Regions from separate parts of the Sus scrofa genome. Here region 1 is linked to region 2. Evidence: chromatin contacts called from public HiChIP or PLAC-seq data. All regions are on one chromosome and are shown on one strand. The core of a region is the stretch at or near the end of the contact, and the rest is flanking DNA. Distances in the headings are between cores, read along the strand shown. Region 1 holds the start of MARK4 (MAP/microtubule affinity-regulating kinase 4). Region 2 holds the start of APOE (apolipoprotein E).

Region 1 (6,285 bases), core at 3,165-5,664, 290 kb after region 2:
ACTCCTCCCGTACACTCACCTCCTTGTTGGGGTCCCCCTGTCCCTCTGCTGTCCTGTCCTGAGGCCACTTCAGCCGGGACTGCTGAGAGCTTGGATCTGAGGAGGGGGGGTTAGAGGAGGTCAGTTTCCTGCCAGGAAACCCCTCCCTCTCTGGGGCCAGGGGCGGGAAGGACTTGTTATCTGTCTGCTCTTTTAGGCCAGGCTGCAGTTGCACTGGAAGAAGGACAAGGCTGCTGTCAGGTCCCCACCCTCACCCCGCCCCTGCCAGCTCTTCACACTTCCCGAGGTGACAAAACCATCCTGGGTACCAGCACCCCCCCCAGACACCCCAGCCTGGATATGGGCCCAAAGCTCTCTCTTGGGTTCCCTGCTCTGGGTGGACCTGGAGGAAGGTTCCGCTGGGCCAGGGACTGGGATTGGGGACCTAAGGGGGTGGCCCTGGGCATGGCTTTGGAATTGTGGGTCTCTCTGCCCCAAAGCCCCTGTCCCCAGGTCTCCATATGCCCCCTCCCCCCAGTTATCATCCGGGTCTCAGCTTGAGCCTTTCCCCGACCAGCAAAAGCACTTCTGCTTCCTCTGGGTCCTCTCTCCTCCAGGTCGATGGAGGTTCCTAGGCTAGAGGTCAAATCGGAGCTGCAGCCACCAGTCTGCGCCACAGCCACAGCAATGCTGCATCTGCGACCTACACCACAGCACCTTAACTCACTGGGTGGGGCCAGAGATTGAACTTGCAGCCTCACAGTCACTGTGTTGTGTTCTTAACCCTCTGAGCCATGATGGGAATTCCTCTGGTGGATTTTCTGATTCTGCCCAATCAAATACAAATTCAAAGAGATTGTGCTTTTGCCTTGTTCATCTCAATGTCCCTAGATGGCCACCTGGCACATACTAGGTGCTCAGGAAAGAGTCATTTACCAAATACACAAACGAACAGGGATAGATCAGAGCTAAGGATTGGAAGTGGGATGGAGACGGCAGGTCTGCTGGGGCTGGGAACCGGGTGGGGGTTGAACGGAGTTAGATGCAGGACTAAGATTACTTTTCAGGCTGGGTTTTAGGCTTCGATGGACGTTTCCCTGGGCCTGAGAGAGTGATCACCTGCCTTGGCAAAATTGCAGTTGGGATGGGGTAGCGTTAACATTGGGGTTTGGGGGGGCTATGCTTGGGGATCACTGCTCCTCCCCCAGCCCTGCTCTGTGGACATAAGGTTGGGCTCAGGGTGTCAGGGGTTAAGATTCCAAGGACTGGATTTGCCAGACAGTGGACCCTGGGGAAAGGGGTGGTTGGGTGGCCAAGGGGGAGGGGGAGGGACAGGCTTTGTCCTCCCAGAGTCAGTGCGGGCCGGTGGTTTTCAGAAGGCAGCTCAGGCTAGAACCAAGTGGCTTCTTATGGGCCATGGCCAACTGTGGGATCTCTTCCCCCTTTTTTTTTTCTCTGAGTTCCCGGGCCAGGGATCAGATCCCAGCTGCCGTTGCAACCCAAACCGCAGCTGTGGCAACGCAGGATTCTTAACCCGCTGTGCCAGGCCAGGGATTGAACCTTCATTCCACTGCTCCAGAGAGGCCACTGATGCTGTTGTGCCACAGTGGGAACTCCTCTCCCTCTTTTTTAATTTAATTTTAAATTGAGCTATCAGTCATATGCCACAAAATCCACCCTTTTAAGGTGTTTTTTAAAGTCTCAGTGTTTTTTAGTATATTCACAAGGTCGCCCTGACTATTATGTAATTCCAGAACATTTTCACTGCCCCCCAAAAGAAACCCGTGTTACACCTTAGCAATCAATCCCCATTTCCCTTGCCCCCTCAGCCCTGGTGAACCCGAGTCTACTTTCTGTCATTATGGATTTACCTTTTTTTTTTTCTGTCTTTTTTTGCTATTTCTTGGGCCGCTCCCATGGCATATGGAGGCTCCCAGGCTAGGGGTCCAATCGGAGCTGTAGCCACCGGCCTACGCCAGAGCCACAGCAACATGGGATCCGAGCCGCGTTTGCAACCTACACCACAGCTCACGGCAACGCCGGATCGTTAACCCACTGAGCAAGTGGCAGGGACCGAACCCGCAACCTCATGGTTCCTAGTCGGATTCGTTAACCACTGCGCCACGACGGGAACTCCTGGATTTACCTATTTTGAAAATTGCGTGTAAATGGCATCATACAAGTGGTCTTTTGCATGCTTCTTTCAAGGTCCATCCAGGATGTGACCTCCCCTCTTTAAGTCTGAGTCCCCACCCCCCCGTCTGGGAAATGGGTTGGCAACAGTACTGGGAACTGGGGAGCCTGGGTGAACCCCAAGTGTGGTGGGCGAACGTGTATAGGAGGTGATCTTTCGCCCCCGTGTGGTGTATCCGAGAACTGCAGCTCTCAGCGCTAGGGCTGGGAAGGAATTGGGCTGATTCAGCCTCCCGTCTCACCCCAAGACCCCACCCGTCGTCCCGCAGAACCCTTGGGATGCCAAAGCTTCTAGAACAACATCCTGAACCCCTCCCTTTTTGCCTCCCACTATCCCTGAGACTCCTCAGGCTCCATTTGTTGAATTATAATACTACCACCCATTTAAGAAATTCTAATCTGTTCCCTAATCTGGTCCCACGTGAAGCCCTTTACTTCCATAGGCTCGTTAATTTGTTGCAGACTGAGGTTTACTATCCAGGGACGGGAAACCTTAGCGGTCAAGAGCCCAAGTTCTGGAGTTTGGAGACACTTGTGTTCAAATCCCAGCCCTGCTGCTCCCCAGCTGTGTGACCTTCAGCAAGTACTTTTTCTTAGTGGGGGTGATAAGGCTGGTCCAGCCTCAGCGTGGGTCAGAAAGGATGAGATGCTCAGAAGCTTTCACAGAGGAAGCCTCTGTCCATGTAGTTGATAGTGATATACTGGTGTGTAACAACCAGCTCTCTGGGGAGCAGGGTGTGTGTAGGGGGTGTGTGTGGAAAGACTTGTTTTGCAGGACTTGCCAATTTCCATGGTGTAAATATTCCTTTCATGGCTCAGTTCAAGCTACCAAGGTGACGCTACTGAAAGCGTTTGTCAGGGAAGAGAGGAGCAGTCACCCCTTAGTTTCACTGGGCAGATACGATAGATGCAAATAACCTCAAGATCACACATGATAGTAAAACGTAGTAAAATAATTAGGATGTGATGAGTATTTATTACCTTTGTTTTAAATATTTAATTGTATGTTTGCATGATTTATTTTTAAATAATGGCCGTTTAACCACCGGTTCCAAAACTCCTGAGATTTCAAAACAATCAGCTTGCTTGGGGTGGCTCCAGCACACTGCTGTTGTTGTCACGCCCATTTCTTAGAACGGGAAACTGAGGCTCAGGAAGTTGTTCGAACAGAAAGGGACAGACAGGGCATAGATCCCAAGCCAGGACTTGGCCATGCCTCCCTTTCCTTCATCCCACACTGGTCCAGAGGGTGGTCCCCACGAGATCATGTGACCTCAGGAAAGCCTTTGCCCTCTCTGTCCTCAGTTGGCCCATCCAGAGAGTGGCCCGCTCTGAGGTGAATACTTGCCTGGGGTTCGTGTGCACCAGCTTCAGCCCTTGGGGGAAGGTAACATGTTGGTTCCCCGCCCTCACTTTATAGACTGGGAAACTGAGGCGTGGAAAGATCAAATCCCTGCCAAGAGTTAAATACGTGGACAGAGTCCTGGAACCCCAGCTCCGGTGCAGAGGAGAGGAGGCTGCAGCCCACAACCTCGGGGTCTGGAGTTTTCTGCGAGCTGGGAGGCAGCATTGCTGGAGAGGTTGGTCACCCTTCCCCAGTGGCTCCGCCCAGACACCATTCCCCCCAGCACCCTTAGCCCTTGGTCCCCAGAGCTTCCCGGACTGGGGAGGAGGGGACTGGGAGGGAGAATGTGGACAGCGCCGCCTGCCGGGTTCTTGCCTCTGGGGGGATTCTCGGTCTATTTCTGTCGCTTTATCTCCATTCTCTTCACCGGTCTCTGCATCCCTGTCTCTGTCTCCGCGTGCGAGTCTCTCAGTCTTTGTCGCTCTCTGTGTCTCTGTCTCTCCTTCTGTCTCTCTGTATGTGCCTCTCTTTCCCTACGTTTCTCCCTCTTTCTGCCTTTCTCTTTTTGTCTCTCCATTCCTTGAATGTCTTTCCATCTCTTTGTGTCTCTGTGTTCCCCCTACCCCTGTCTCTCTGTCTTTTTGTCTCTGCGTCTGTCTCTGCCTCTTTCAGTATCTTTCTGTGCGCCTCTGGCTCTCTGCCTTGATGTTTCTCTCCCCTTCTCCTCCGATGAGTCTGTACTCTCCCGTGAGAACAGACTCCCCGAGAACGCGCCCAGACGTGCCTCCGCCCCCAGAGCCCCCCGGCCGGTCGGGGCCTGCGCCTTTAAGTGCTGGCGGCAGGGGGCGGGGTCTCGGCAGCCCCGCCCTGCCCGCCCCTCCCCCTGACGTCCCTTCCTCCCCGGCCCCTCCACCGCCTCCCTCCGCCGCCGCCCGGGCCGGCTCCGCGCCCCCTCCCTGGCCCCCGCCCGCCGGCCTGCCCGCCGCCCCCATGGCGCCCCCAGCCCGAGCTGTGCGGGGCCACTAGGACCCTAGGCACCCCCTTCCCTCCCCCGCCCTGCCCCCTCTCCCACGGCGCGAACCCGGGTGTCCACGGCGCCCAGCTTTTGAGCTCGCGTCTCCAGGCCGGTGGGGGGGGAGGGGCAGAGAGGGGACCCCCCCCCGGACCCCCGCCCCCCCCCCGACCTGGCCGCCCAGTCCCCTGGGACCCGGAGAAAATGTCTTCGCGGACGGCGATGGCCCCGGGCAACGATCGGAACTCGGACACGGTGAGTGGGGCTCGGCCCCTTGGGGAGCCCCGGCTGGGTCCGGCCGCCGAACCCCTCGCCCTGCCGTGTCCCTCGCCGCGAGCGCCTACCCTCGTTTCCCCAGCCCAACCCCGCGCGCGCCACCTCCGACCCCCGCCTGGACTTCCAGGCCGCTCGACCCTCCCCCACTCCTCAGCCCAGCCCGACCCCTGGGGGCGCCCCTCTCCCGGGACCCCTCTCTTATCCCTTGCAGACCGCTTCCGCTCGGGTCTCTTCTCTCCAGGAAGCCCCCTCCCCTGCCTTCCAGGAGCCCCTCCCTTCTCCCGCAGGTTCCTAAGCCCCTTCCCCTCCAGGCCTTCCGCATCGGACAACTGGCCCCCTCTCGGGTGTGCCGGGCTCCTGACCCCAAGGCCCAGCCCGGCCCTCTCTGGGAAGGCCTGGCTCCGTCCTGCCTCTGCCTCTGGCCTTCCCTGTCTGGACCTGGGTGGCGGGCGCCCCAGGATCTCCCCCCCACCACCCTGTCTCTCATTCCCAGCCTTTCGCCCCTCGGAGATCCCCTCCTGGCTCCTGTGGGCTCCCCCTCACAGGAAACCGGTTCCACCTTTCCTGGGCCCAGGGCCCTTCTAGCTTGTTCAAGGTCTCTCCACTTCCAGGCCTGGTCCCCATCTTCCAAGCAGCCCTGTCCATGGATTCCCAACACCTCTGGTCCCCACAGATCCCCCCAGACCCGCTCTGGTCTCTTGCTCTCCCAGGAAGCCTTGGCCTCCAACTCCAGGCCCCCAGCTCAGTCTTGGATTTCTAGGCCCTGGACTAGACGGACTCCAGGCCTCATGCTCCCTGTATCAGCTCCTCCACTTCAGGCAAGCCTCCTCCCGGTGCCCCTGGCGCCCCCGGCCCCTTGACCCCCCTCCTAGGCCAGGCCCCTCCTCACAAGACACCGCCTCATGCCTTAGAGCCCCAGGCCCCTATCCCTTCTGCTGCTCCAGGGCCTCCGTCTTCCTTGCCAGGGGTCTGGCCTCCCAGTGAAGCCCCCTCCTCAGCTTCAGAGTCCTTCCCCAGCTCCCAAGGCCTGACCCTGGATGCTTTTTCCAGAAGACTCCTGGACTCGAAGCCTCTGCTTTTGCCCTGGCTCTAGGCCCTTTCTCTTGGGGTCTGTTGGCTGGAAGCCTTCTCCCCAAGTTTCTAGGCCTCTTGACCCCCCGCCCCCACCAGGCTCTGTCTTTATTCCTTTGACCTGTTCCTTATCCTGGAAGCCCCTTCCCCAGGATTTCAGGCCCCTGAACCTCTCTCTGGTTCCAGGGACTGCTCCTAGGAACCCCCTTCTTTGACTTCTAGGAGTTTCCTCAAGACCCAGACCCCTGGCTCAGGTATCTTTAGCCCCTGACTTCCACTGTCCCATGGCTTGGACCCCTCCCACTGTTCCCAGGCACCCCTGTCCCTCCACCACAGCCCAGAACAATCCCAGAGAGACCCTCCCCTCATTCCCCTGATTTCTGATTACTCTCAGCGCTTCTAAAGACCC
Region 2 (5,824 bases), core at 2,364-4,863:
CCTCCCTCCTTGGGGGTCAGGGGGCAGCGGAAAGGAGGGGACGCATCACCCCAGTAGCGGAGGGGGGATTCTGGAACCACGGGCACATCAGGACTCGGAGGACCAGCAGCAGCGTGCCCGGTGGGCCTGGGGTCCAGGAAGGCATTCTGGAATCGAAGAGCACGCGAGATTCTGAGCACCAGGGGCAGAGGCGGCCAGACAACCTCAGGGAGGTGTTGGGGTGTCCCCGTCCCCCGAAGGGCCCCGGGCCCTGCCCCGAGGGGGCAGCAAGAAGAGCTTCCCGTCCCCGGTCCGTCCCCCGCCCACTTTCCCCACCACCCCTCGCTCGGTATAAATCATGTTTATAAGTTATGGAAGAACCGGGACATTTTACAGAAAAAAAACAAAAAAAACAACAAAAAATATACATGGAAAAAAAAGCAAACAAATGAACTGAGAGGCCTCTTCCTCTGTGTGGCGTGACCGTGGCCCGTTTGGCTGCTCCCTTGACCTGACCTCCTGTGCTGCCAGGTGGGGGTGCGAACAGCCAGGGGGTCATACCTGGTCACTGGCCACACCACCTCCCTGTGCCCTTCCCAGCAGGGACATCTCGGGCCTCCCCTCATCAGGAGGGCGAGGTCTGGTGGTCACTCACCTCAGCTTGGCCTGGCCAGCACAGCCGCTGGGGACTTTGTCCCTGCAAACCAAGCAGCGGGGCTGGGGGCAGGGAGTTGGGACTCCTTGGGGGTCTTGCTTCCCAAAGGGGCAGGGGATGAAGGGATGCCAGGACATGGAATAGGAAGCTCAGAGCTTTTAAGAAGCTTCAGGAGGAGTTCCTATTATGGCTTAGTAGCTTAAGAACCGGACTGGCATCCCAAGAGGACACAGGTTCAATTCCTGGCTTTGTTCAGTGGGTTAGGCGTTGCCATGAGCTGTGGTGTAGGTCATAGGTCACAGATGTGGCTTGTGGCCCTAAAAAGCAAAAAAAAAAAAGTACCTGGAAAAGCTTCAGAGTCAGTTACTTCAGAGGGGCAAAGGCCTGGACTCCTGGCCCCTGGTGGGGATAGAGGATGGGGGCAGGGTCACCTGTGTCTCGGCCTGTGGCCTGTGGGAGTTCCCTGCCAGGGATCCCACCTGGGCCCCAGCATTGACAAGGCCAGATCCTTAACCTGCTGAGCTGCCTGGAAACTCAATGAAGTGTCGGTTTTACCCACCTAGGACACCAGCAAGCTGACACCCCTGACCCCTCTCCAGACAGAGGAACTGAAACCATGTCTGACACACTGTCTGGGAGGGAGGCTGCTGGCCAGAGGTAACCCCTCAGCCCAGAGAAGCCCCCCCCACCCGCTCCTGGCCAACGCCTTCTGAAGCCAAAGCAAACAGGCTCAGGCCTGGCTGGCCTCGGGGCTCCCTTCCTGGGGCCAGGCTGCCAGGCTTCCAGCCTCCCCTGACCCACGGAATCCCATGTTCCCACAGCCTCAAAGGCCTGGGAATGAGTGCCAGCTCCTCCAGTTCCACGTGGCCTCACCACACACCTCAACTCTGAGTCTGGGAGTCGTGTAACAGGGCTGCTGGGGGATGGGGGGGGTGCAGTCAGCGCTCACCAATCTGTCACAGAAGTTAACTGGAACTGTTCTTTGTTCTATCCCCGGATGATGGGTTAAATGCAACCATTTTCCCCGTCTTAGTGGACCGAGAAACAATGTTCAGAGAGGCTAGGTCATTTGCTCAAGGTCACACAGCTGACAACCCGCAGAGCCTGGATTCAGGCCTGGAGGCTTTGGTTCCAGAGTTCACAGTCCGAACCAGGCGACGGGACAGGAACACTCCAGGCCTGTGGAAGGCGCGGTATGCAGGCCGCGAGCTCCTGGAATGCGCAAGGCTTATGTGGGGGCAGAGAGCTGCATCCTCATTGCACAAATCGGGAAAGCGGCTCAGAGAAGCACTCAGATGTGCCCAAGGTCACGGCCCTCGAGAGGGAGTGAGGGTTAAAACTCTGTGGTGCAACGGAAACGAATCCAACTGGGAACCATGAGGCTGTGGGTTGGATCCCCGGCCTCGCTCAATGGGTTAAGGATCCAGCACGGCGCTGCCGTGAGCTGTGGTGTAGGTCGCAGACGAGGCTTGGATCCCACTTGGCTGTGGCTGTGGCTGTGGCTGTGGTGTAGGCCCGCAGCTGTAACTGTAATTCGACCCCTAGCCTGGGAACCTCCACAAGCCACGGGTGTGGCCCTAAAAAGCAAAAAAACGAAAGCAAAAAGAACACTCTCAAAGCCTAAACTTTGAGCAAAAAGATCACTCTCAAAGCCTAATCTTTGAGCAGATGCCTTACACCGCCCCCACGCCTCTCATCCCCTTTCTGTCTGGGCCTCCAGCTCCCTTCCCCTTAACCCAGAAATCCAGACCTCAGACCCAGGATTTCGAGTCCCCAGCCTTGCCCCAATTCTATTCATCCAAGCACAGGACAAGAGAGAGGCAGGGCCGGGCCTTCTGGTCCTGCTCCTTCTCCCTGCCCAGCCCACCCCCACCAGTGGCATGGAGAAAGGCTCGGGAGTTACTGGGTGAGAGACACCTCTTTCCATGGGGGCTGGGAGTAAGGGGGGGGTGATAGGCTGCCAAGCCCCACCCTCCCCTCCCCTCCCCTCCCCCACCCTGCTGTGTGAAAGGGGAGGCCAGCCCACCTCGTGACCCGACGGGGGCTGGCCCAGCTGGCCCAGTTCTGGAGGAGTGGGCGGGGCGGGGGGAGCCCTATAATTGGCCGAATCTGGGCTCCCTGAATCCTACTCAGCCCCGGAGGAGGAAGGAGGAAGGAGGAGGAGGAAGCAACCGGTGAGGAGCAGACCTGGGGGCACAGAGATGGGCTCGGGGCTTCGGTGTGGGGGGGTGGGCTGTCGGGGGAGGAGGAAATGACCTGGCCCCCCGGGGCCACCACCGAGGCAGGAGTTGGGGATGAGGCTAGAGCCCAGGGACTGGACCTAGAAGGAGGGTGGGCAGCAGGAGGAGGTTATCCGCCTTGGCTGGAAGGGGAGGTCAGGGAAGCAGCGGGACCTGTAGGAAGAACCAGACGAGCCAGAGCCGACGAATTGTACTGGCAGGTATGGCGCATCTACTCAAGTTTTGAGCACACTAAGAGCTCCATCGAGGAGACCCAGGGGTGGCGGCGACCAGGGGTGACCTCGACCGGGCTGGCGGCAGGGTAGCTAGAGCGTTGGTGGAAGGACATGTAAATGAGGATTAAATTAGGGAATGAGTGGAAAACAGGGTTTAGATGTGAAGTTGGAGCTTGGAATGTGAAGGTACCAGGAAGAACGTGAGCTTGGAGCCCAGAAAGCAAGGCTGGGGCTCACATGGGACTCCAGGGTGGAGGGGGTGGGGGGCGACGTGGGTGGAATTTGAACCCTGGGAGAGAGGGAAGGCTTTTGGCCGCAGCCGACCTGGGGATGGGGAGATAGGAGAAGACAATGAGGGAATTACACGGACAATGGAAAGGATCTGCTCGGGAAATATCTGCTTGGATTAGGCTGATGCAGATAAGGGGGTGCAAGGCTTGGAAGGCTGTGACTGGACAGGGCTGGGCTCTGGGTGGGAGGAGCGAGCCCCGCCGCTGTTGAGTGACAATTTCTCCCTCCTGCAGGTTGGCCAATCGCAAGCCAGAAGATGAGGGTTCTGTGGGTTGCTTTGGTGGTAACCCTCCTCGCAGGTATGGGGGTGGGGCTTGCTCAGGTTCCCTGCCCCTCCCCCATCCCCGGCTGTACCCGGTGCCCCTCCTTCATCCCTGGTCTCTTCTGCTGGTCTCTCTTCCCCTTGAGGAGAGGCCTAGATGTGAGGCCTCTCTGGCACTCCTTGCTTCTGAACAGCTCGTTTTACTCTCTGAGCCTCAGTTTCCCCATCTTTAAAATGGGAGTTATGTTGAGAGATTCCAGCTGTGGCTCAGCAGGTTAAGAACCCGACTAGTATCCATGAGGAAGAGGGTTCAATCCCTGGCTTCGCTCAGCGGGTTAAGGATCCGGCGTTGCCATGAGCTGCGGCATAAGTCGCAGATGCAGCTCGAATCGGGTGTTGCTGTGGCTGTGGTGCAGGCTGGCAGCTATCGCTTCCATCGGACCCCTCGCCTGGGAACTTCCACGTATGCCACTGGTGCAGCCCTAAAAGACAAACAAACAAAAACGAAAGAAAGAGAAAAGAAAGGAAAGGGGGCTTCTGTTTCTAATGCGTTGTTGCCTGGCAGGGCGTGAGCATTAGATACGTGTCAGCTGTGACTAGCGTGCACGGAGCACACAATCCATGCTTGTCCAGTAATTAGACAGGCTGGGTGTCCTTCCACCCCTCCCTGCCCACCAGTGCTCTAGAGAAGCCCACCCACCGGGGCTGGGGGAGCACCTGCTCTGTACCAGGTACCGTGTGCTGGGAGGGGGCAGAGGACCTGATGGCTGTGAACTGGCTCGGTGCAGGATGCCGGACAGAGGACGAGCCGGGGCCGCCGCCGGAGGTGCACGTGTGGTGGGAGGAGCCCAAGTGGCAGGGCAGCCAGCCCTGGGAGCAGGCCCTGGGCCGCTTCTGGGATTACCTGCGCTGGGTGCAGTCCCTGTCTGACCAAGTGCAGGAGGAGCTGCTCAGCACCAAGGTCACCCAGGAACTGACGTAAGTGCCCACCCGACTCCCGCCGCGCGCGCGCGCGCGCGCGCGCGCCTGACCCTCCTGGCGAACCGTGTGTTCTGGACCCTCAGGCTCCACCCGTCCGGGTTTCCTTCTGTCCTTGTCGCCAACTCTTGGGGGTCTGGGTCTCTGTTTCTTTTTTTTCCTTCTTCCTTTTTTGGGGGGAGTTTACTTTTTCTTTTTTCTTTCATTTGACTTCATGTCTTGCTTTCTTTCCATCTTGAGCTCCTGCCTTCGCCTGTCTCTGGGTCAGTCTTGCCGTCCTTGCTGTCTCTGAATCTCTGGCACGTCCTGGCCATCGCCAGCTCAGGAGCCCTCCTTCTCCCCCTCCCCGCCCCCGCCCTCTCTGCGCCCAGGGAGCTGATAGAGGAGAGCATGAAGGAGGTGAAGGCCTACCGCGAGGAGCTGGAGGCGCAGCTGGGCCCCGTGACCCAGGAGACGCAGGCGCGCCTGTCCAAGGAGCTGCAGGCGGCGCAGGCCCGCGTGGGCGCCGACATGGAGGACGTGCGCAACCGCTTGGTGCTCTACCGCAGCGAGGTGCACAACATGTTGGGCCAGACCACCGAGGAGCTGCGGAGCCGCCTGGCTTCCCACCTGCGCAAGCTGCGCAAGCGGCTGCTCCGCGACACCGAGGACCTGCAGAAGCGCCTGGCCGTGTACCAGGCGGGGCTGCGCGAGGGCGCCGAGCGCAGCGTGAGCGCCCTCCGCGAGCGCCTCGGGCCCCTGGTGGAGCAGGGCCGATTGCGCGCCGCCACCCTGAGTACCAGGGCCGGCCAGCCGCTGCGCGAGCGCGCCGAAGCCTGGGGCCAGAAGCTGCGCGGACGGCTGGAGGAGATGGGCAGCCGGACCCGCGACCGCCTGGATGAGATGCGTGAGCAGCTGGAGGAGGTGCGCACCAAAGTGGAGGAGCAGGGCAGCCAGTTGCGCCTGCAGGCCGAGGCCTTCCAGGCCCGCCTCAAAGGCTGGTTCGAGCCTCTGGTGGAAGACATGCGGCGCCAGTGGGCCGGGCTGGTGGAGAGGATGCAGTCGGCCGTGAGCATCAGCTCCTCCACCTCTGCGCCCAGTGATAATCAGTGAGTGCCCTCTCATCCGGGCACCCCCTTCGGGGCCCCGTTCCTGCCCAACTCCCCCGCCTCCCCCAGCCTTAGCTGCCCTCTTGGTGGGCCCCTGCTTAATAAAGATTCATCAA

Evidence for each region. HiChIP or PLAC-seq counts read pairs in DNA pulled down with a chosen protein or histone mark.
Region 1: a contact with region 2 is called in an H3K27ac HiChIP or PLAC-seq map of alveolar macrophages. The contact joins the promoter of MARK4 here to the promoter of APOE in region 2. A contact is called at or near these places in 10 of 47 Hi-C or Micro-C datasets (alveolar macrophages, embryonic fibroblasts, fetal liver and 7 more) and 2 of 2 datasets of contacts at active chromatin or transcription factors (alveolar macrophages and skeletal muscle).

Annotation. Positions count from the first base shown.
Region 1 is chr6:51,661,509-51,667,793 of Sscrofa11.1, forward strand. It overlaps MARK4 (MAP/microtubule affinity-regulating kinase 4), which reads left to right and starts at 4,415. Exons shown (of 17, transcript XM_021094540.1): 1 at 4,415-4,784. The coding sequence starts at 4,734. It overlaps EXOC3L2 (exocyst complex component 3-like protein 2), which reads right to left and starts at 208. Exons shown (of 12, transcript XM_021094538.1): 1 at 20-208.
Region 2 is chr6:51,369,500-51,375,323 of Sscrofa11.1, forward strand. It overlaps APOE (apolipoprotein E), which reads left to right and starts at 3,614. Exons shown (of 3, transcript NM_214308.1): 1 at 3,614-3,679; 2 at 4,431-4,620; 3 at 4,992-5,824. The coding sequence starts at 3,637. The coding sequence ends at 5,712. It also overlaps a transcript of TOMM40 not described here.